Linked DNA regions of Sus scrofa: regions 2, 3, 4, 5, 6 and 7 are each linked to region 1. The links are chromatin contacts, called in public Hi-C and promoter capture Hi-C maps. All regions are on one chromosome and are shown on one strand. The core of a region is the stretch at or near the end of the contact, and the rest is flanking DNA. Distances in the headings are between cores, read along the strand shown.

Region 1 (2,775 bases), core at 75-2,574:
AGCAGATATTTTCCCTCTTGCCTATTACACCTCTTAATTTGTCTCTCCCTCTGCTATTTGTCTCTATAAAGTGTCTTGCATGAAAGACCCACACAACACAATGTTTCTCTGCCTTGGGTTTGGTTTAACAGAAAGGGAAGATGCAGAGAGAATTGAATCCTGGAAGGAAGGTGTGAGGGTCTTGGGGTTGAGATACACCTGTGTCTAGGAATATAAGCCTGACTGTGTGTATAAGTGCATGTTTTTGAACCTATCTATTGTGTGTCTGAGTTTGTGCATGTCAGTACTTGTACTGATATGTCTTCATGTACTTTGGAAAATCACTTGGCGTCCATACCTAAATTAAGTGTATGTTTGTGTGCAGGTACACACCCACATGCAATCTCTGAGTGCATCCATGTCTATGCACTGGAGCACACATGTGCACATAAACACACGCAGGCATCTGGGTACGCACATCACCTGATGTGTATGGTCTTCTGCGCACATGACCAAGGTTCCTTCTCCTTCCTTGCTCTGGCACCGCTGCGGTTAGCTTCTTTATCTGCCCTACCCAGGGGGCCGGCCTGGTTTGGGGCTGTGGGAAAAGGAAGGCAGAGTTGTGGTCTGCGGGAGGGGGTCTAGTGGAAACACTGCCTTAGCCCGGCCCAACCGCCGGGTTGGCTTGGCTCCAGCCAGCCCTTCCTCACAGCCTGCCACAGCAGCACCACGGCCGCCCCTGCGGAAGCTCTCGGGTTCCCTGGGCAGGCCTCCAGCTCCCCGCCAATCCCGGACTGGCACAGAGGGGTGAGTGAGATTACCAAACCACTACGAGAACCCTCCAGACCAGCTGGGGCTCGTGCCCCCTCCGGGGGACCGACAACTGTAGCGGCGAGGGCGGGGACAAGGGTGGGAGGCGGTGTCTCGGTCTCTCCCAGTCCAGAGAATGCTGGGCACTAACCAATGGGCGACTGCGGCCCAACGGGGATCCCTCCGAGGCAGCCAATGACCTCGCTCCGCTCTCCACCCCCGCCCTCGCCAACCCCGCGCAACTGGACCATTGGTGCCGGCGGGATGGGGCGGGGTGGGGGTGGGGGTAGTGTGCTCGGCGCCGGCCCTTTGAGGAAGGGGGCGTGGCTTGGAGTCCCAGCTCCTCTCCCCACCCGGGCTCAGGCCCTGCACTCCTTACTCCAGCCGCGAGGCCATTGGCCTGGCTGCGGCGCCGCGGCGGTGGTGGACCGCGGGACGCGCGCAGTGGGCGTGGCCCGAGGGCGTGGCCCGACGGGAGGCGGGGCCGAGGGTGCTGTCTCAGTGAAAGCCGGAGCTGCGGCGGCAGCGGCGGGGGCGTCCGGGCGGTGTGCGCGCCTGTGGGGCGCAGGCTCGGCAGCGGCGGCGCCGGCGGTGGCGGCGGCGGCGGCGGCGGCGGTGGAGGAGGCTCAGCCTGCGGCTGCAGCGGCCCGTCTGGAGCGGCCGCTGAGAGGAGGCCAGCTGCAGCGGGGGAGGCGCAGCCGGGACTGCGCGCTCCGCGGAGCCGGCGGGGACCGGGAACAGGTGATCCCAGCAGGAACCCGGAGCCCCACCGAGTTGGCGGGGCGGGAGCTCGCACTCCCGGGCGCAGCTGCAGCCGCCCCGCCGCGGCTGGTCGCGGACGGTGCCGGGCACCGGACCAGGGCTCGGGCATCCCTCTGCTCCTGGGGACCCGGGAAGCCCCTACCCCTGCAGGCTCCGAAGTGTCTGCTCCCGCTCGCCGGCGCCCGCTCCGCGGCGGAGCAAAGTTGTGGACGCGTCCCCTTAGCCGAGCCCCGGCACTGCCGCGACCCGGCTGGGCCGGCGCGCTCTCTGAGCGCCACTGACACTCCAGCCCCGCTGCCGCTTCGCCCCCAGAAGGTGGCCCCTTCTGGAAACTGCTTCTGAGGCTAAAACTTTGGGCCGAGGGGTTGAGGGCGGCTCGGCGCGGGGACGAGGCCTGCGGGCTCCCCTCCGCGCCAACAGCGTGGGCGCCGTGGACGGCATGTGACGGCCCCGGCGGCGGCCGCAGCGCGGGAAGGCGCGGGCCCCGGGAGCTCCGGCCGCTGCGAGGAGGGGCTGAGCGGCGGCCGGAGAAAGGGCTGCGGCAGGCGGCCGACCCTTGCGGGCCCGGGCCCCGCCGCCTCGCTCGCCCGGGCCCCGCCGAGGTCGCTGCGCCCCCACCCCGGCGCGGGAGGACGCGCCCCAAACTCCCTGAACTTCAGGAGCCGTCCCCGAGAGGCGAAGCTCTCAGGGACACCCACCCCGAGAGACGCTCCTCGACGACCTACTCTCCCCGAGCCCCCAGCTGACAAGTGCCTGGACTCCAAGGGCCTCAGGGGCCTGGCTGGAGCTGACTGTCCCTAGCCCTGTGCCCGGCCACGATGCTCATGAGGAAAGTGCCCGGCTTCGTCCCGGCCTCCTCGTGGGGGCTGCGGCTGCCGCAGAAGTTCCTCTTCCTTCTCTTCCTCTCCGGCCTCATCACCCTGTGCTTCGGGGCCCTCTTCCTGCTGCCCAACTCTTCTCGCCTCAAGCGCCTCTTCCTGGCCCCCCGGACCCAGCAGCCCGGCATGGAGGCAGTGGCCCAAGTCGCCGGCCACTCTCTGGCCCGCGAGCCGGAGTCACCTCCCAACCCGGCCCCCGCGGCTCCAGCACCAGGCAAGGACGATCCCAGCAGCCAAGCCAGTCCCCGCAGTCGGAAAGGATGGCCAAGGCGCACCCGCCTCGTTGAGTTACGGGAGGAGGTTGCCGCGGCCCCCCTCAGACCCCAGGAGGGGAGCATCCAGTCTA
Region 2 (2,775 bases), core at 107-2,606, 250 kb before region 1:
CCAGGCTAGGGGGTAGAATCGGAGAAGTAGCTGCTGGCCTACGCCACAGCCACAGAAACGCGGGATCCAAGCTGTATCTGCGCCCCACACCACAGCTCAGGGCAACGCCAGATCCTTAACCCACTGAGCAAGGCCAGGGATCAAACTCACAACCTCTTGGTTCCTAGACGGATTTGTTAACCACTGAGCCACAATGGGAACTCCGCCTTTGTGTAAATATTTTGGACATTTCATTTTTATGTTAATATCTTACTCATCTTTCAAGCAGTAGTTTAGGTGTCATCTCTTATAGGAGACACTCCCTGAGGTCCCCCAAACTGCAACAATATCTCCTCCTCTGCACTCCCAAGGTTCTTTGTTCCTATCTCAATTTTACAACATATATTTTTTAACAATATTTACAATATAATTTTTTAACAACAGTGTAATTTCTAGCCAGAAAATTCTCTCCTCGACTTAAGAACAGAGGCCTTATCTTACTCATCTGGTTCCCCACCAACTAGCTGAACTACTGACCCTACAGACTTTCCGAGATTTGCTGAGTACTTTTCAATGAAGCGACAACCAACTCTTGCTAACATGGACGAGTTTCTTCCATATATATTTCCCTAGATACAATGAAGAGTTTATACAAATCACACAGCAGGGAGGTTGTTAGTAAGATAAATGCCCAAACCAGCCCAACTAAGTTAAAACAGATGTGGGTGGGAGGAGGGCTGGAGAGAGCATGTCCCTTTCCAAAAGTGACTCCAATGTACTGCGAGGGTTGAGAACTACCGGAACGGAACTTTTATCCTGCCCTGCGGGCCTGTCACACGCGCGGGCGCGGCCTCCTCGTCCCTCCAGAAACGCGCACGGCCCCGGCCGGGTAAAAGGTCTCAGCGGGCCTCTCTGGCTACTCACCCGCTTCAGATGCAGTTCCCGGAATTTGCGCAGTCTCTGTTCGCGCTTCTGGGCGGCTAGCTCCTCGGGCCCCAGTGGGGGCTGCTGCTCTTCTGCGCCGTTCCCCGGCACCTACAGCGAGGAGGACAGGCTAGAGTGGGGCCAGTTCGACTTCTTCCCGGAAGGCCCAAGCGATTCCCCACAAGTCCCACCAGGCCGGAAGCTCAGAGCCGACCCAGACCCCACAGTAGCTGTACTTTCCTAGTCTGAAACACAAGCATCTCCTCCACCTCTCGCCCTTGCCAACCACCGGCGCCCTAACTAAAACCCCTGGGTAAGGCCGGCGTCACTTACCTTCTCGACCAGAGTAGCAGCCGCCATTACAGCCTTTCCTTTCCCACTTCCGGCAACAACTCGGAGCACTTCCGCCAGCCTTTGGACTGCCGCGTCAGTACAGGTTAGTAACTAGCGTAAGTCCCGCCCCTTCCAGGAAGCCTCAGGCAATTGGGACGAATCTTTGCCTCTTTCAGACGTGAGAGGTTTTCTATTGGGCAAGGCCTTGCGCAGCCGCAAAAGGCCCGGGGACGGGGAGGGGCGAGTTGGAAAAGGGTGTGAAGTGTTGCGGAAAGATTGACTGGGTAGGAATGGCCTAATGGGGGTACGGTGCAAAGTCGCCTCAACTGTGTATTGTACTCTTCAACGGAAAGGGCTTTCCCTTTAGCGCTTAGCTTCCGTGTCACCTCCTCCGAAGCAGGTCTTCCCTGACGACGCTGTTTCGCGTAGGCCCTAGGGACCGTCATATGGCAGTATTTTAAGATATTTTTCTCATCTGTTCTTTTTTCTTTTCCCCCAACGTTATAAACTGCAGGAGAGCAGGGCCTGTCCCGTCCTGTTCCTTCTTCCGTGCCTAGCAGGGAGACTGAGCCAGAATTAATAAGAGTTGAAGATATTAATATAATTCGGTAAGATTCTGGAAACAGGAGGAATATACGAAAATATTTTTTCTTCACTAAAACTTAATTAGAGGTGGAAATGAAAAAGTAATCCTCCAAATGAAAAGATACCTAGATATAAGATTTGAATGATAGCCGGAAGAAAGAAATGAAATAATTTGAAATACAGAAAGTTAAATTTCCAGGGAGTTCCCGCCGTGGCGCAATGGTTAACGAATCTCACTAGGAACCATGAGGTTGCAGGTTCGTTCCCCAGCCTTGCTCAGTGGGTTAAGGATCCGGCATTGCCGTGAGCTGTGGTGTGGGGCGCAGATACAGCTCGGATCCTGCGTTGCTGTGGCTCTGGCATAGGCTGGTGGCTACAGCTCCGATTAGACCCTTAGCCTGGGAACCTCCATATGCCGTAGGAGTGGCTCAAGAAAATGCAAAAAGACAGAAGAAAAAAAAAAAGTTAAATTTCCATTAATAACGAAGGGATTTCTGGTTGGAAGACAAAATATAAACATAATAGTACAAGGGTATCTCAGTATAAATGTGATGTTATTCTGTCAGAATCTCAGTGGGTTATTGTTTTTGTTTTTTGGAACTGGAAAATACCATGACAAAAATCTTTAAGTTCGGAGTTCCCGTCGTGGCTCAGAGGTTAACGAACCCAACTAGTATCCATGAGGACACGGGTTCGATCCCTGGCCTCACTCAGTGGGTTAAGGATCTGGTGTTGCCGTGAGCTGTGGTATATAGGCCAGCAGCTGTAACTCCGATTGGACCCCTAGCCTGGGAACCTCCAATGCCTTGGGTGCGGCCCTAAAAAAAACCAAAACAACCAACAACAAAACAAATATTGCGGGTAGTATTAATGACCAGGGTTCTTAGACTGTGTAATCAGTAGAAATTGATAAGAGGACAGATGAGAAATTCAGGCATGACTTTTATTAGGATT
Region 3 (2,775 bases), core at 140-2,639, 230 kb before region 1:
GCATAGTTTTGTCTACTAATCACCTAATGCCCATCCCTCACCCAAAGCTGGAGATTTCATACATCAAAAGAAATCAAAGAAATTAAACGACACAAAAACCTTGGTTTCCTCGTCTACTCATACATATACCCCTACATGTAAAAGAGGTGAACCTGTGCGCCTCTCTTAGCGACAAAAAAAACCTTCCTAACCTCTTTTACTTATGTGAAACCGGGTTCTGCTCCGCGACCTCTTCCTGGATCTCTCCCTCCAGGTGCTCTGTTCTTTCGGATACACCACAGGGTAAAAGACCTAGTGCTATCGCCTGCGCGTGATCAAAGAGGCCCTTCTGTAATACGACCTTTCCTGAGAGAGGTACCTCCAGCAGAATAGCGAGCGGCGCCTGTAATTTCTCTTCTGGCGCCTTCAGGAACGAGACTGTGACTTGCCTCTTCTCCGGAGCGGGCTATGACTCTTGTACCACCATCGACTCCACCGAGACGCTGGAATGCGACCGAGAGCTTCTTGGAAGGGACGATCCCAGCCACAAGTCATTCTCTTAGCTGACACCATTGCCTCCGGCTGTGAAAAGGGTCACTTCTTCAGAATCCAGATTATCTCCTAAACATTGGTTCTCAAGCCGGTCGCTTTTCCCCAGGGGCGAGTGTTTGGCAGTCTGGAGACATTTTTGGTTGTTATAAGTGGAGGAAAGCGGGTGATGCAGATTAATCATGCTACAGCAGCACGGGACAGAGGCCCTCCCCCCCGAATTGTCTGGTCCCAAACGTCAGTAATACCTAGGCTCAGAAACCCTACCTTCAAGCAAACTGAAAAAAACGTCAACTCCTAGAAGTGGGTCACCGCGCCGGGACGCACCTGGGTCTCCCAAGTAGCAGGCTAGCAGAACTCGGCGTTACCCGCCTTCCGGGAACCGCCCCTTATAGATGCAAAGTTTCCGCGAGGGCGGGGGCGGCTCTGAGAAAAATTTTAAACAAGACTTAAAAACCGGATTAGAGCTGTTGGGCCAGATCTACCTTCTGCACCGCACCTGAGACAACTACGGAACGGGCTCCAGCACTAGAAGAATAATCACCTCTCTGAAGACTGGATATAAAGCCCAAGCAAACGCCTTCTTTTGAAAGCAAAGAGCAACTTCTCACACCTACCCTTGAAAGCTGCACGCAACTACCATTTCCGACATCCAGCTGTGGACAGAGCGCAGCGGATAGGCCCTAGAGCTGGCGCGTTCCGAGCATGCGCAGAGACACCGGCGTGGTGGGCGTGGCTCTCTGGCTCTTTCTGAGCCCATCTTCCTTCCTTCCCAGGCCTCTTCCTACGCCCGGAGCCGCATGCGCATTCCTGCCCCGGGGGCGGTGCTGTTCGATCCGGGTATCCGGCGGCCTGTGGCTGTTTTGCTTTCTTGGCTGGAACTGGGGAAGTGGGGCAACCCCGCGCGGGGCAACACCGGGTTCCGGACCGACTGCACGGGCGGGGCTGGACGTAAGTGCCAGGCGGGAGTGGGGGAAAGAGAGGCACTGCCGCAGGCCGGATGAAGTGCGGACCCGGGACTGTCTGCCCGGCCGATGCTGACCAGGTCGTTGCGTCCCACCCTCTGGGAAGCTGTAGGCTCAGGCTGTGCCTTCCTGGACCCTTCCTGGCCACTTCCTGCCCACCCGTGTCCCACCCGCGGCGGGAGGGGGCGACCGTGCCTTCCCCGAGGACGTCACAGGATCCCTGAAAATCACCATGCCCCCCTTTAGGGCGAACTGACACTCCGGAAGGGAGTGTAAGCCTGCGGGTTCACTCAGCGAGGGAGGGGGCCGAGCTAGAACTAGTTCCCGCTTCTTCCCAGTCCCAGTCCACTCTACACCTGAAATCCCCAGAGCCTGGAGGGCGGAGTTTGGGCCTGAGTGTGCGGGTAATTAACCGTAGACAAATGGTTTGGGGCGGGGTCACTGGAGTGAACCGAAAATAACATACTGATTGCTTTTCCTCCCAGGGAGGAATAAAAAGAGTGAATTTTCAACATTGGACTTGTCTTAAAGGCATATTAACACTAGTTATAATCACGGTTTTTAATATTTAATTTTTATAGTGTCTAATTTTTATATTTATTTATTTTTGTCTTTTCTTGGGCCGCTCCCAAAACATATGGAGGTTCCCAGGCTAGGGGGTCTAATTGGAGCTGTAACCGCCAGCCTACACCACAGCCACAGCAATGTAGGATCCGAGCAGTGTCTGTGACCTACACCACAGCTCATGGCAACACCGGATCATTAACCCACTGAGCGAGGCCAGGGATCGAACCTGCAACCTCATGGTTCCTAGTCCGATTCATTAACCACTGAGCCACAACGGAACTCCAATATAGTGTCTAATTTTTAAAAGGGAGGCTCCAGCTGGATTCATTGCTCTTTTTTAGGATGTGTTTTTGGGCAACCATGATTGCTGGCTACAGATTAGCTTCACGGACGGTTAAAATTAGCTGCGGGAGTTTGGGTGTTTGATTATTCTTACTATTTTTGGTCTTTTTAGGGCTGTGCCCTTGGCATACGGAAGTTCCCAGGGTTGGTTATTGCTGCACCTCCGCGGGAGCTCCAGTTGGCTTGATTATTAACAAGTTAGACTTAATGCAAACTTTTTCATATTCTGAAATAGTGATAATATGGATATGTCTCAGACCAGGTCTGTATAGCCCAGTTCAAAGGAATGTTTTATGTAGTTGTTATCCGTGGAAATTTATGATAATTTAGCAGTGGATTTTCTTTTTTTTTTATCTGAATTAATATTGACTTA
Region 4 (2,775 bases), core at 129-2,628, 230 kb after region 1:
ACATAGTAAGCACTCAATAAATTACATATTGCTATTATGTATACATCTGTTTTCTTCCCCCACAAGACTGTAATAAACTTGAGGAAGAATCCTGCCCTTAGGGTCTGTTTTGAAGCTATTTTTCAAGTGTAAAATGAATATCATTATATCACTACTGTGTAGATGAGTACCAAACAAGGTAATTCATCTGAAATAGCACAATCTCCAGCTTAAAATGCTCAATAAACATGAACTATTATAGCATCCTTTTGCTTTTCTGTAATAACTAACAGAGACTCTTGCATATGTGCCAAACCTGGGTGTAATTTTCAATTCTCCTAGTTGGGTGAACCTGGGTTAATTACCTCACCTGCGTTTCCTTATTCCGCTAAGGGAGATGCTACATATAATACACATTAAATACTTAACACAGTATTTTTGGCACCCAGAGGATGCTCAATAAATATCAGGCCAGCTCCCCTTCCAGTCTCATCTATTTTTTACCCCCTACAGTTTACAAGTTCTGGGCAGGTAAATGGCCGGCAACCTGGCAAGGAGGGACCCACAGGGCAAGAACTAGCCAAGTTTGCATAAGCAGCCAGCCCTCCACACTTCATCCTCAGCTACCGTCCCGTAGGGGCTGTGAGCTCCTAAGGAGTCTGCTCCATTACGCTCTTCCGGGCAAATTTTCCCTCCACCTTCTCCCCTCACCTCGAAACTTCGCTGCCCCAGGGTCTCCACATCCCTCCACGGCCTGCCTGCCTTCCGCCCCCATTTTCTCTTCACTCCTCCCAAACCCTGCTTTTCAACCTTCTTCAGACTCCAATCCCTCTCTCCCCTAAACTTCCAAAGTTGTTCCGACTCGGCCCCCGACTTTACCCCCATCACCTTCTTGTCCCCCCCAAACTCCTCCCTTCTCATGCCTTCGGGGCCCCAAACCCTCCCCACCAACCCCTCTGGCCCCGACACCCCACCTGCGCTTTCCGCCTCTTCAGCGCCGCCGCGTCCAGCCACACGCCGCAGGCCTCCTCCTCCTCCTCCGGGCCTCTCCGCCTCATGGCCGGTGAAGAGAACAAGCCGAAGCAACTCACCGCTGAGTCTCAGGCCGCCTTAGGGAACCACCATAACAGACCCCGCCGAAGTTTAGATCTCGCGCCAACGCTGGGGGTGGAGCAACGGCGCGTCCGCCCGGCGCAGGCACCGCCCCCAGCGTCAGCTCCGCCCCAGCTCAGGCTCCGCCCCTCTCCTAAGCCCAATGGGATGGATACCTTCACTACCACCTCAACAGATCTGATTCGTCGTGAGCCTTTCCAGTTACCAAGGCGCGTTCTTTACGGATTTCTCATTCAAGAGTTGTACTCCGGGAGTTCCCTTCCTGGCTCAGCGGAAACGAATGTGACGAGCATCCGTGAGGACGCAGTCCGATCTCTGGCGTCACTCAGTGGGTTAAAGATCCGGCGTTGCTGTGAGCTGTGGTGTGAGCTGTGGTGTAGGTCGCAGATGCGGCTCGCATCCAGGGTGGCTGTGGCTGTGGCCGGGGCCATAGCTCCGATTTGATCCCTAGACTGGGAACCACCATATGCCTTCGGTCCGGCCCTAAGAAGCACCAAAAAAAAAAAAAGAATTGTATTCTGAAACTGTGCTATATGAACGTGTTCCCGACGTTGCACAAGGAATGCGCGTTTTCTTTTTGCTGAGTTAGTTGCACTTTCTTATAACCATCAGGGCTCAGAGTTTGCCATGTCTCACAGGTGAATCTTCAAGAACATCTCAAAAGGAAGAGGAGGAGCTGAAGCTCTGGTCCTCCAACTCCAAAGCTGGGGTCCTCAAGACTACCCTAAATGGATTACTTTTGTAATTCAAAACAAAAAAAAAGTTTAACTATGAAACCACATGGGAGAGGATTTAGAAAACGTTAAGGAGAATGAAAACTAAAAATTTGGAGTCAGGAACTAGCTTTCAGTCCTGCTTTCACCACTTACTCTATGGCGTTGGATTTTAAAGATTAAGTTTTGTGAAAGTATTTTGTATATTCTGAAAGCTCTTCAGAAATGCAAAAAACGCTGGTAACCCATCCATCCTTCTTTTATCTGTAACCACAATCTCTATAGATGTAATATATATAACAGGTTATTTTAGCAATGGAGTGTTACTTTTTTTTCATCCAGGATTTTTTTTTTTTTTTTTTGCTTTGCTTACCTGTACTTCCTAATTTCCCTCACTGTACATATATTGATCTATATTGCTTGTGTACTGTGGAAATGGCAATAGTGTAAACATTAACATATAACAACATTATAAAAAGTTAACATAAAGATCCTTGATTGAAAGTCCAAAATTGAAATCTTTGTCAAAGTATATATTTAAACACATTCTTTTATTTTTTATTTTTTATTTTTTTGTCTTTTTGTCTTTTTTGTCTTTTGTTGTTGTTGTTGTTGCTGTTTCTTGGGCCGCTCCCGCGGCATATGGAGATTCCCAGGCTGGGGGTTGAATCGGAGCTGTAGCCACCGGCCTACGCCAGAGCCACAGCAACGCAGGATCCGAGCCGCGTCTGCAACCTACACCACAGCTCACGGCAATGCTGGATCATTAACCCACTGAGCAAGGGCAGGGATCGAACCCGCAACCTCATGGTTCCTAGTCGGATTCGTTAACCACTGCGCCACGACGGGAACTCCCACATTCTTTTAATTTGGGGGGGGCACACATGCAGCATATGGAAGTTCCCAGGCTAGGGGTCGAATCAGAGCTACAGCTGCCGGTCTATGCCAGAGCCACAGCAACTTGCGATCC
Region 5 (2,775 bases), core at 130-2,629, 180 kb before region 1:
TCTCCATCTGTAAAAGAAGAATGATGGTCATACTTATCTCATGGGAGGGCTGTGGGGGATCAGAAAGGAGTCATATGCATGTGTGTCCAGCACACCATGACGGGCACAGAGAGCTAACTCAGGACTATTACGGATTCCTCCTTCTCTTGACGAATGAGCAAGCTTAGGGTGGGGATTCTGAAGGAGAAAACGCTTTTCGTTTTCAAGGCATTTATGATTCAACCGGGGTGACAAGGCTGACATCACGACCCAGTCGATTCAGACCATCTGTGATATCACGAGGCGAGAGGGGGTCACTGGAGGGAGAGAGCACTGTAAACTGGACTCATCAGGGAGGGCTTCCTGGGGGAGGTGGCACGGAGCCAGACAATCCATGGTTGTTAAACTGACCCTCTTCTGGGCACCTTTCCCCCTGGGAGTTGATGACAAACCACGACCACTGCTATCACCATCATCATCTATTCAGCTTTGTGTTCAACAGACTTGCAAATCCATCAGGTCGTTTATATTTGAAACCAAGGAACCCTCTGTAAATGGTGCTAGGGTACCATTTGGCACCTCCATTCTATAGGAGAGGACATTGAAAAGAGAAGGAGTCACTTTTTGGGTAATGGCCACATAGCTCGTTAATGACAAATGTGAGGCTTAAACCTACCCAGTTGCCCTGGATCCAAAGCCTGTGCTCTGAAGTTTGGATCCGGCCTTCCCGGTGTTGGCTGCCAATGCTGTGTCTTGCTTAAGGCACTTTGCAGGGAAGGATATGGGGAAGAAGCCTCCCAGGTACCAGGACTTATTTGGACTGGAGGGTCACCCCGTGTTTTGCCGTGGCTGGTCAGGTGATACCTTTGGGGGAGTGCTCATTTAACTGGCAAAGGTCTAATTCAAGAGATTGTGTGCCAGTGGCGAGATTGCAGCCCCCCAGGGGCCAGATGGGATCAGGGCGGTGTGGAGAACGTGAAGTACAGGACTTAGGACCCGCCTCTGTCTGGGCTTCCTGGGTTGCAATCCTGACCCAGCCACTTCCTGGCTGTGTGGTCTTGAGCCAAATACTTCACCACTCTGTGTTTCAGCATCCTCATCTGTGAGGCAGGGGCAAGGCTTACAGAGCTGTTGGGAGGGCAAAGTGAGTTAAGCCCAATAAGGGGGCTGGTTATTGCTATGACAGACCCTCCTGGGCCTTTCAACATAAGGCATGAAAAACATCACACCTTCTAGGGTTCTTTTTATTTTCATCTTTGTTCCAACAACCATTCACTAAGTCCTTACTAGGTGAGGAAAACAAAGCTGAATAAGACAGGCCTTTGCCGTGCAGGGACTGGTCGTCGGTGACTCAAGGCAGAACCAAGGCGGTGCCAAGTCAGGCCGCATGGTGTGGGTGAGGCCACGGGGGAGGGAGAGGGCCTGTCTGGGAGGTGAGCCCGGGCACCGCCCACCAGCCCAGCCAGAGCAGGAAAGGCCAGGAAGGAGCCCATTGTTCAAATCTGTGGGGCCAGTCCTTCTGGGGGTCACAGCTGGGAGGACCCACGTGGTCAGGGCGGGACAGGGGCGTTCACTCAGGCCATAAATGGCCTCTGCTTGTCTTTCCAGATTGAGTCAAGAGCAAACGGATCCCTGCAGGCAGGATGTCAGAAGAGGGCAGCCTGGAAATGTCTGGAAACTTAGTGCAGGAGGCCAAAGGCATGTGTGGCCTTGAGCTGAGGCCCATCCTGTCAGAGCTCCCCCAGAGTGCCCTTTGTCACTTCCTGGGCGGTTACTGGGGGCGGTTATTGAATCCCCATGGGGATCAGCTCTAAAGTGGTTTTATTTTTTTTTCTTTTATATAATGATTTTTTTCCCCATTATAGCTGGTTTACAGTGTGCTGTCAATTTTCTACTGTACAGCATGGTGACCTAGTCACCATACATGTACACATTCTTTTTTCTCACATTATCATGCTCGGGTGGAGTTTGTTTCTGGGCTAGTAGGGAGCTGGCTAGATTATGTTTCTTGTCATGATCACTCTGGAGTGTGTGGGGAAGGTTACAGAGAGTTAAAACTGAAGCCATGTCCACCACGCAGCTGGGTGTGTGATCCCAGGCAAATGTCTTAGGATCTCTGAGCATTTAGTTCAGACCCCCTACTCAGAAGGGTTAAACAAATAATGTTTGTGACTTTACAAACACAGCACAGAGCCTGGCTCATGGAAGGGTGTTCAGCAGCAGTGCCCAGAGGGGAAGGTAGAGTGGCCTGGAAACGTGATGGGGTCCCCAAGACACCTGAGATGGGATTTACCATCATCTGGGCAAGATAGGGATTCAGAATTGGATAAAATCAAAAAACGATTTTTTTTTTTTTTTTTTGTCATTTGTCCTTTCAGGGCCGCACCTGAGGCATATGGAGATTCCCAGGCTAGGGGTCTAATAGGAGCTATAGCTGCCAGCCTACACCACGGTCACAGCAACACCAGATCCGAGCCGAGTCTGCAACCTACACCACAGCTCACAGCAACACCGGATCCATAGCATCCATGTATGTATAATGACATGCATGTATATATGTGTGTATATGTACACATGTACTCTTGTGTAACCATCACCCAGGGTAACAGAGAGAATGTTTACTGAACCCCATAAGCTTCTTTTGGGCCCCTTCTTAATCAATGAACACCTTGCCCAGGTAACCATTATTCTGACTTCTGGTAACACAAGTTAATTTGGCTAGTTCTTAGAATTTCTTGCAAAGCTAGCTAAATAGATCAAAGTTCATTTAACTTGGATAGCTCTTTTGTCCACCAG
Region 6 (2,775 bases), core at 175-2,674, 180 kb after region 1:
TTTTGAGGGTAATTCTTATTTGAGGGTGGGACCATTAAGAGAAACTTGTAAAAGAAGGATTGGAGTAGAATGGGAAAAGGAAAACCCTTGAGCAGAGATCGAGTCTCAGAGCCAAGTCTTGGCCAGATTGCTGGTGCAGGGCTCTGGAGCATAACCCACACTGCCATCCAAACTGGCCTCTTGTACCCTTTAGTAGTCATTGGCTTATGGGGTAGAGTAACTTCCCAGGTTAGGGCTTCCATTCTCCCTCCTGCAAGGGCAATTTTCTGGAAAATGGGGCAGCTGTGAGCAGCCAGTAGAGTTGCTGGGGGATGATTCACTGGTTGGGTAAAAGGGATCTTCATGAAGAACCAAGATAGCATCTGTCACACCAAGGAAAGGCAACTAGAGCGAATTCGCAAGATCTGCCATTGCCCAGGACAGGAAAGTAATGGTTAAAGCATGTTTGTCATCCTGGAAAGAGGGTTGGAAATGGAAGCCAAATTTCATCATTTAAAATATGGTGGGATCAGGGTGGACACCGTCTCTGACCACGGCCAGCTACAGAGTTTACAGGATCAGTGCAAAATGAAAACGCAGGGCCTTTGTTGAAAAAAAAAAAAAATTGTTGTTAATTTCAAGAGGGCAACAGCAGGCACCAATTAGTCTGAGCGTGAGGCCTGTGTGAATGCACAGCTTCTCTCCCCAAGAAGCCAGTCTGTCTCTGGCAGCTAGGACTTGCAACCAAAGAACTATAGCCTGGAAGCCAAGCACAGCCACGTGTTGAGGTCAGATGAGGACATGTGACCCAGGCCTGGATGTCATGGAGACCAGGACTCTGAGGCTTTGAGCACAAAGAGGGAGTGGGTGAGTGAGTCTGGAAGGAATGTGAGTCTCTTTCCCAAAGCATCTGGTGTCTTGCCAGTCTAGCCATCTGATCATCCAACTCACTGAGTATACCTGTGTGTGTCTTTGTGATATACCTAACTGCTAAAATAGAAGAAAGCTACAAAGCCCTGGAGAGCAGAGTCAGAGGAAGAAAGGCCCATTCTTGCCGCAGAGAAGACTGTAGAGGGTCTTGGCTGGGAAGTATGAACTGTGAAGCCACCAGGGCGAGATGGGGCAAAGCAAGCACTAAATCTGGGGCCTTGGATGCCAGAGGGAGGATTCTGAAGTTTGCACTACAGTTGGGAAGAGCAAACACCGATCAATGTGGGGGCCAAGCAGCAACACAGGCCCTTTCCAGAGGTTGGAGCCGGACTAAGCGTGGAGAGTGGTAAGGAGGGAAAGGAGGCCGAGACCAGCGGGAGATGCGACTGGGCGGACCTCGGGGATCAACTTTCCCCAAGGCTCGGACGGCAGGGGGCGTGGCCTCGGGGCTTGTCTCCGCCCTCGGGATCGGCACGTGCCGCCGCCCCGCCCTCCGCGGCTGGCCTGCCCAGGGCGCGCGGGGCCGCGGCTCGGTGCGCAGCTGCAAGGGATCGCTTCCGGGGGGCGGGTCAGCGGAAGTGAGGGTGGTAGAGGCTGGGCGGCCCGCTACGGTAGGAGGGGCCGTGAGGTGAGAGTCCTGAGCCGGAGGCTGAGGTGAGACTAGGTGCGAGTGCCGCCCCAGAGTGGAAGCGCGGCTTTCCGGGTCCGGCCGTCGCGCAGCCTAATGAATGCCAGGCGCTGTGCGTTCGGTGCCCGCGGCTCCGGTGCCCGCGCCGGTTCTCGCGGCAGCCACTGTTGTCCACCTCACTCGGCAGGGGGGAAACGGAGTCCCCGGAGGCAGTTGCTCGCCGGAGTCACCCAGATGCGCCAGAGGCTGCTCGTTTCGGACGCCCCCTCGCTCCTGCCGGGACCCGGCCCCGGGCCTGTGGGTCCAAGGGCCGCCGGAGCTGCGGCAAGAACTTGGCCGACCTTGGCCTTGTCGGGTCGGGCTGTTGCGGGGGAGGGGAGGCGTGTCCCGGGCGAGGTCCCTGGGGTCGCGCAGAGTGTCGGCGCGGCGGAGACCGGGGATGATGGGACCAGGCCCCGCTCGGGAGGCGCTGCGGCTCCTGCGGGAGGCCGTGTGTAAACACTGGGACGGCAGCCTCGGAAGGGGCTGTGGGGGCGCAGAAGTGGTCGGAGCCGGCCAGCGCGGCCAGCGCGGCCAGCAAGCTGGGGGGTCTTCTAGCCGGGCACTTGGGGTGGGGTGGAGGGTTGAACTCGGCGTTCTCGTCCGTTTCTCGATTGGACAAATGAAATGCTCAAGTGCCTACCGTGTATGGAGCAGGCGCTGTGCCCTGCTGGGAAGTCGTCGCCCTTGGGGCAAACTTCACGGCACACCGTTACCTAGATACTGCTGAAGGACCCCAAAGGAAACGCAGGGTGCCTCGGGGTGACTGTCAGGGAAGGGGAGGCGATGCTTGAGCTGAGCTCCAAGAATGATTAAGGATGAACTTGGTGAAGAGGGTGTTGGTGTTTGAAGCAGAGGGAATAGTGTAGACAAGACCATCGAAGGGCTGAAGGGCCAGTGTGGTTGGAGGGCAAGGGGAAAGCAGGTGTGGCTATGAAGTGTGCGGGGGCCAGAGTGGACAGGCCCTGGAGGATGAATGCGGTGAGTGGGTAGACAGGACAGAGAAGGGTGAAGATGAGGTTGGGCCTGACTGCCGAGGCCCTGCAAGCCATGCTGAGGAGTCTAGATGTTATCCTCTTGGCTCTAGCAAGCACAGTGGGTTTTAAGCATGACAGGAACATGATTAGCCAGGAGTTCTAGAAAGATGCCTCTGGCTGTTATGTGAGGGTTAGGTCCAACTGAGTTTGGAGGTGAGTTTG
Region 7 (2,775 bases), core at 155-2,654, 160 kb before region 1:
TGTTAAGGTGATGAGATTCATGGGTGTTTTTTTTCCCCTTCATCTACTTTCTACATTTCCCCAGTTTTCTTTAATGACATGCATTCCTTTTTGAAATATATTCATCTTTTTCTTTCTCAATAAAAAAATCTTTGCTGCCATTTCTAATTGTTATTTTGCTATATCTATGCTGCAGGGGAGTAATGAGTAAATGAACAAATAGATGTAGAGCACCCAGCACAGTGCATGACCAAATCGAAGCTCTAGGAATTTTAGGTGAGAAAGGTCGCTGGTCGGGCATCCCGGCGGCCCCATACCCCTGTCTGGGGACCAACATGCTCCCGACACGGACGCTCGCCTGCTCCAGCAGGCGCGGTGCCCGCTGAGCCTGCCGCCCAGCCATTCCTGCGGACGTGGAACTCCAGCCGAACCGCCCTACACACCCCCAGCAGCCTCGCGGGACGTCGCGCGCACCCACGGCCCCGCCCGCTGTGACGCGAGGTCCAGGAGGCGGGACCGCCGCGACCCCGCCCCGCGCCTCCTTCGATTGGCCGCCGCGCTGTCACCACGTCGCGGGAAGCTGGCAGGCTGTGTGTGTGTATGTGTGTGTGTGTGTGTGCGCGCGCGCGTCCGTGTGTGTGCGCGGTTTGCTTTGTCATTCGTACCCTGGTCGCTCGCAGACACGGCCGGCTTGGTTGAGTGCTCCAGGATCCTCAGAAAATGCTCCCGGTGATGTCCCCGGCGCCTCCCGCTTGGGGAGGATGTTGAGAACCCCTTACATAATGATGCGACTGACTGGAGCGCAGGTCAGCACAGAAACAGCACATGCCGCAAACCCAGGCCTCTGGATTTCAGAGTGCTAGTGATAGCCTACAGTGAAAATAGCACGGTATGCTCTAATGTGGATTATTATACAATGAAACACAATCCGATAATAAAATGTACCTTCGCAACAAAGCATAATATAGGATGTTATATTTATAGGGCCTATTTATAAGCCTCTATTTAAATCTTTTCTGATAGGCCCAGACTCGGGCCCAGACGCCGTAATGATTGGCGCATTCTTCTGTCCTTCGAAGAGGCGGGTTCTAGAGTCCGTTTTGCCTCAGCGGGCCCTGGGCGACAGCGGTGTAGAGTCGCCTTCGATTGGTCCGGAAGCCCGTCCGTCAGGGCTGAGGAGGCGGGGCAGGCGGCTGGCTGGTGCTGGGGCGGGCGGGCCCCGGAATTGTCATTTCTTTGTTTCCGAAGGCGGAGGAAGCTCAGAAACCCCCCCTCCCCGTCCCACCCCCTCCCCCCCGGGTGCTGGCTCCATGTCTGTGTGACCGGGCCCAGGGGTAGAGTCCAGGCCCGACGCGGGCGGGCAGGCGGAGGCGGCGGCGGCGGCGGCTGAGGTGAGAGACGGCGGCGGCGGCAGCAGCAGCAGCAGCGCGGGCACCCGGCCCCCCAGCGGGAGGATGAAGCGGCGGAACGCCGACTGCAGTAAGCTCCGCCGCCCCCTAAAGCGGAACCGGATCACCGAGGGCATCTACGGCAGGTGAGCGGCGGCGCCCCCGCCTCCTCCGGCGCGGGCCCCGCGGCCCCCGGCCGGCTCCGGAGGGGCCGGGCCCCGTTATGTAACCCGGACTAGGCCGCAAGCCCGCGCCTGGGGCTCCCCCGAGGAGCGCTGCCCAGGGGGCCGCGGCGGGCCCGCAGGGGTCGACCCCCGGGGCGCGGGGCGTGGCGAGGGTCGCCGGCCGGGCGGGAGGGCGCGGCGGGCGCGCGCTGAGGGAGCCGCCTCGCCGCCGTTGGGAGCGCCCAGGCTCCACCGAGGGGGAGGGGCGGCGACCCCCTCACCGCCCGCGCGCGGGGCCCCGAGGGCCGCTGCCTGAGCCGACGGGCCTCCGCTGGTCTCCCAGCCCGGCTCTGGCCCAGGAGCCTGAGCTGGGAAGCGCGTGGACCATATACACTGGTGGGGGGAAGGCTGACAAAGTTGGGAGCAGACAGCGGCCCCGCGGTCCTGGGGCAGCCTGGGCAGGTGGCCTCATTGCCCCTCTTTCGCCTTTTATTCCTCTTCTGGGATCTCAAACTTGGCCCCGAGGGCCGAAGCCGATAACCCCAAATCATGCCTTGTGGCCCCGCTCCAGATTTAGGAGTGATGATCATTTTCTCAGCAACATTATTTTGACAATCCCAAGCAGGTAGTTTTCGTCGAACCTTCTAAAGGAATTTTCTCCAAACTCGCATGTTTTGATTTGTTTGTTTTAATCCTCCTAAAACAAAGCAGTGTCTATCTTTTGGAGTAGAAATTGAATTCAGTACTCCGAGGGGTAGAAGGACAACAGGTTCATGGAGCAACTTAATGACAATCCCAGCTTCCCTAAGCAGCGTTTGTGTTTGACTCTTATTTGCTGGTTCTCACAATGGTGATTCTAAATGATACTTGCCTTGATAAAGAAATGATTTCAGTAGAGAAGTAATTAGTTTACAAAGGAGAGCTCTCAGGATGTGGATATAGGCTTAATTGAGTCCTGGTGGTGGTTTACAATTTAGCTCTTCTAGCTCTGGGACTTAGAGAAATATGTGAGTAGTTAGCTGATGACACCCAAGTTGCCTTAGCATAACTGTACACCTTGCACAGGCTACTGTTTACACATATAGAATGATTGCTTTTTGCAAGCAGCTGACTGATGTAAACATTTATTTCAAGTTTAAAAGCGTCAAGAAGTCAGCTAAAGTGAAAAGTTCTTGGATATATCCTTGCATGATGAGTGATAGATCATAGGAGTAGTTCATTCATTCAACAAATACATAGACTAT

The links. Promoter capture Hi-C pulls out the DNA fragments that hold promoters and counts their contacts. A called contact is a pair of places that touch in the nucleus more often than the background predicts.
Region 2: a Hi-C map of liver shows a contact between it and region 1, with 2.1 times the contacts expected there. The contact joins the promoter of SYF2 here to the promoter of MAN1C1 in region 1. A contact is called at or near these places in 3 of 47 Hi-C or Micro-C datasets (heart right ventricle, liver and skeletal muscle).
Region 3: a contact with region 1 is called in a Hi-C map of liver, with 2.8 times the contacts expected there. The contact joins the promoter of TMEM50A here to the promoter of MAN1C1 in region 1. A contact is called at or near these places in 3 of 47 Hi-C or Micro-C datasets (heart right ventricle, liver and skeletal muscle) and 1 of 2 datasets of contacts at active chromatin or transcription factors (alveolar macrophages).
Region 4: a contact with region 1 is called in a Hi-C map of liver, with 5 times the contacts expected there. The contact joins the promoter of AUNIP here to the promoter of MAN1C1 in region 1. A contact is called at or near these places in 1 of 5 promoter capture datasets (liver) and 2 of 47 Hi-C or Micro-C datasets (heart right ventricle and liver).
Region 5: a contact with region 1 is called in a promoter capture Hi-C map of liver, with 3 times the contacts expected there. The contact joins the enhancer-like site here to the promoter of MAN1C1 in region 1. A contact is called at or near these places in 1 of 5 promoter capture datasets (liver) and 6 of 47 Hi-C or Micro-C datasets (embryonic fibroblasts, heart right ventricle, liver and 3 more).
Region 6: a contact with region 1 is called in a Hi-C map of liver, with 5 times the contacts expected there. The contact joins the promoter of MTFR1L here to the promoter of MAN1C1 in region 1. A contact is called at or near these places in 2 of 5 promoter capture datasets (fetal liver and liver) and 5 of 47 Hi-C or Micro-C datasets (heart right ventricle, liver, omental adipose tissue and 1 more).
Region 7: a contact with region 1 is called in a Hi-C map of heart right ventricle, with 3 times the contacts expected there. The contact joins the promoter of TMEM57 here to the promoter of MAN1C1 in region 1. A contact is called at or near these places in 2 of 47 Hi-C or Micro-C datasets (heart right ventricle and liver).

Annotation. Positions count from the first base shown.
Region 1 is chr6:83,088,618-83,091,392 of Sscrofa11.1, forward strand. MAN1C1 (mannosyl-oligosaccharide 1,2-alpha-mannosidase IC) reads left to right here and starts at 1,325. Exons shown (of 12, transcript XM_021095595.1): 1 at 1,325-2,775. The coding sequence starts at 2,370.
Region 2 is chr6:82,842,128-82,844,902 of Sscrofa11.1, forward strand. It overlaps SYF2 (pre-mRNA-splicing factor SYF2), which reads right to left and starts at 1,357. Exons shown (of 7, transcript XM_021095593.1): 1 at 1,237-1,357; 2 at 904-1,014. The coding sequence starts at 1,263.
Region 3 is chr6:82,860,296-82,863,070 of Sscrofa11.1, forward strand. TMEM50A (transmembrane protein 50A) reads left to right here and starts at 1,390. Exons shown (of 7, transcript NM_001243626.1): 1 at 1,390-1,479. It also overlaps a transcript of RSRP1 not described here.
Region 4 is chr6:83,315,264-83,318,038 of Sscrofa11.1, forward strand. AUNIP (aurora kinase A and ninein-interacting protein) reads right to left here and starts at 1,379. Exons shown (of 3, transcript XM_013999063.2): 1 at 954-1,379. The coding sequence starts at 1,037. It also overlaps the pseudogene LOC110261117.
Region 5 is chr6:82,911,067-82,913,841 of Sscrofa11.1, forward strand. The region is part of intron 2 of RHCE (Rh blood group CcEe antigens); the gene reads right to left. Among named protein-coding and RNA genes, the nearest start is that of RHCE, 13 kb to the right of the region's middle. Within about 2 kb of position 1,380, at least 44 of the 83 cell types and tissues checked have an H3K27ac peak or open chromatin away from gene starts, as enhancers often do. A contact at or near this core is called in embryonic fibroblasts, liver, mesenteric adipose tissue and 2 more, where this site is marked.
Region 6 is chr6:83,263,927-83,266,701 of Sscrofa11.1, forward strand. MTFR1L (mitochondrial fission regulator 1-like) reads left to right here and starts at 1,425. Exons shown (of 7, transcript XM_021095596.1): 1 at 1,425-1,563.
Region 7 is chr6:82,932,679-82,935,453 of Sscrofa11.1, forward strand. It overlaps TMEM57 (transmembrane protein 57), which reads left to right and starts at 1,405. Exons shown (of 11, transcript NM_001038646.1): 1 at 1,405-1,513. The coding sequence starts at 1,434.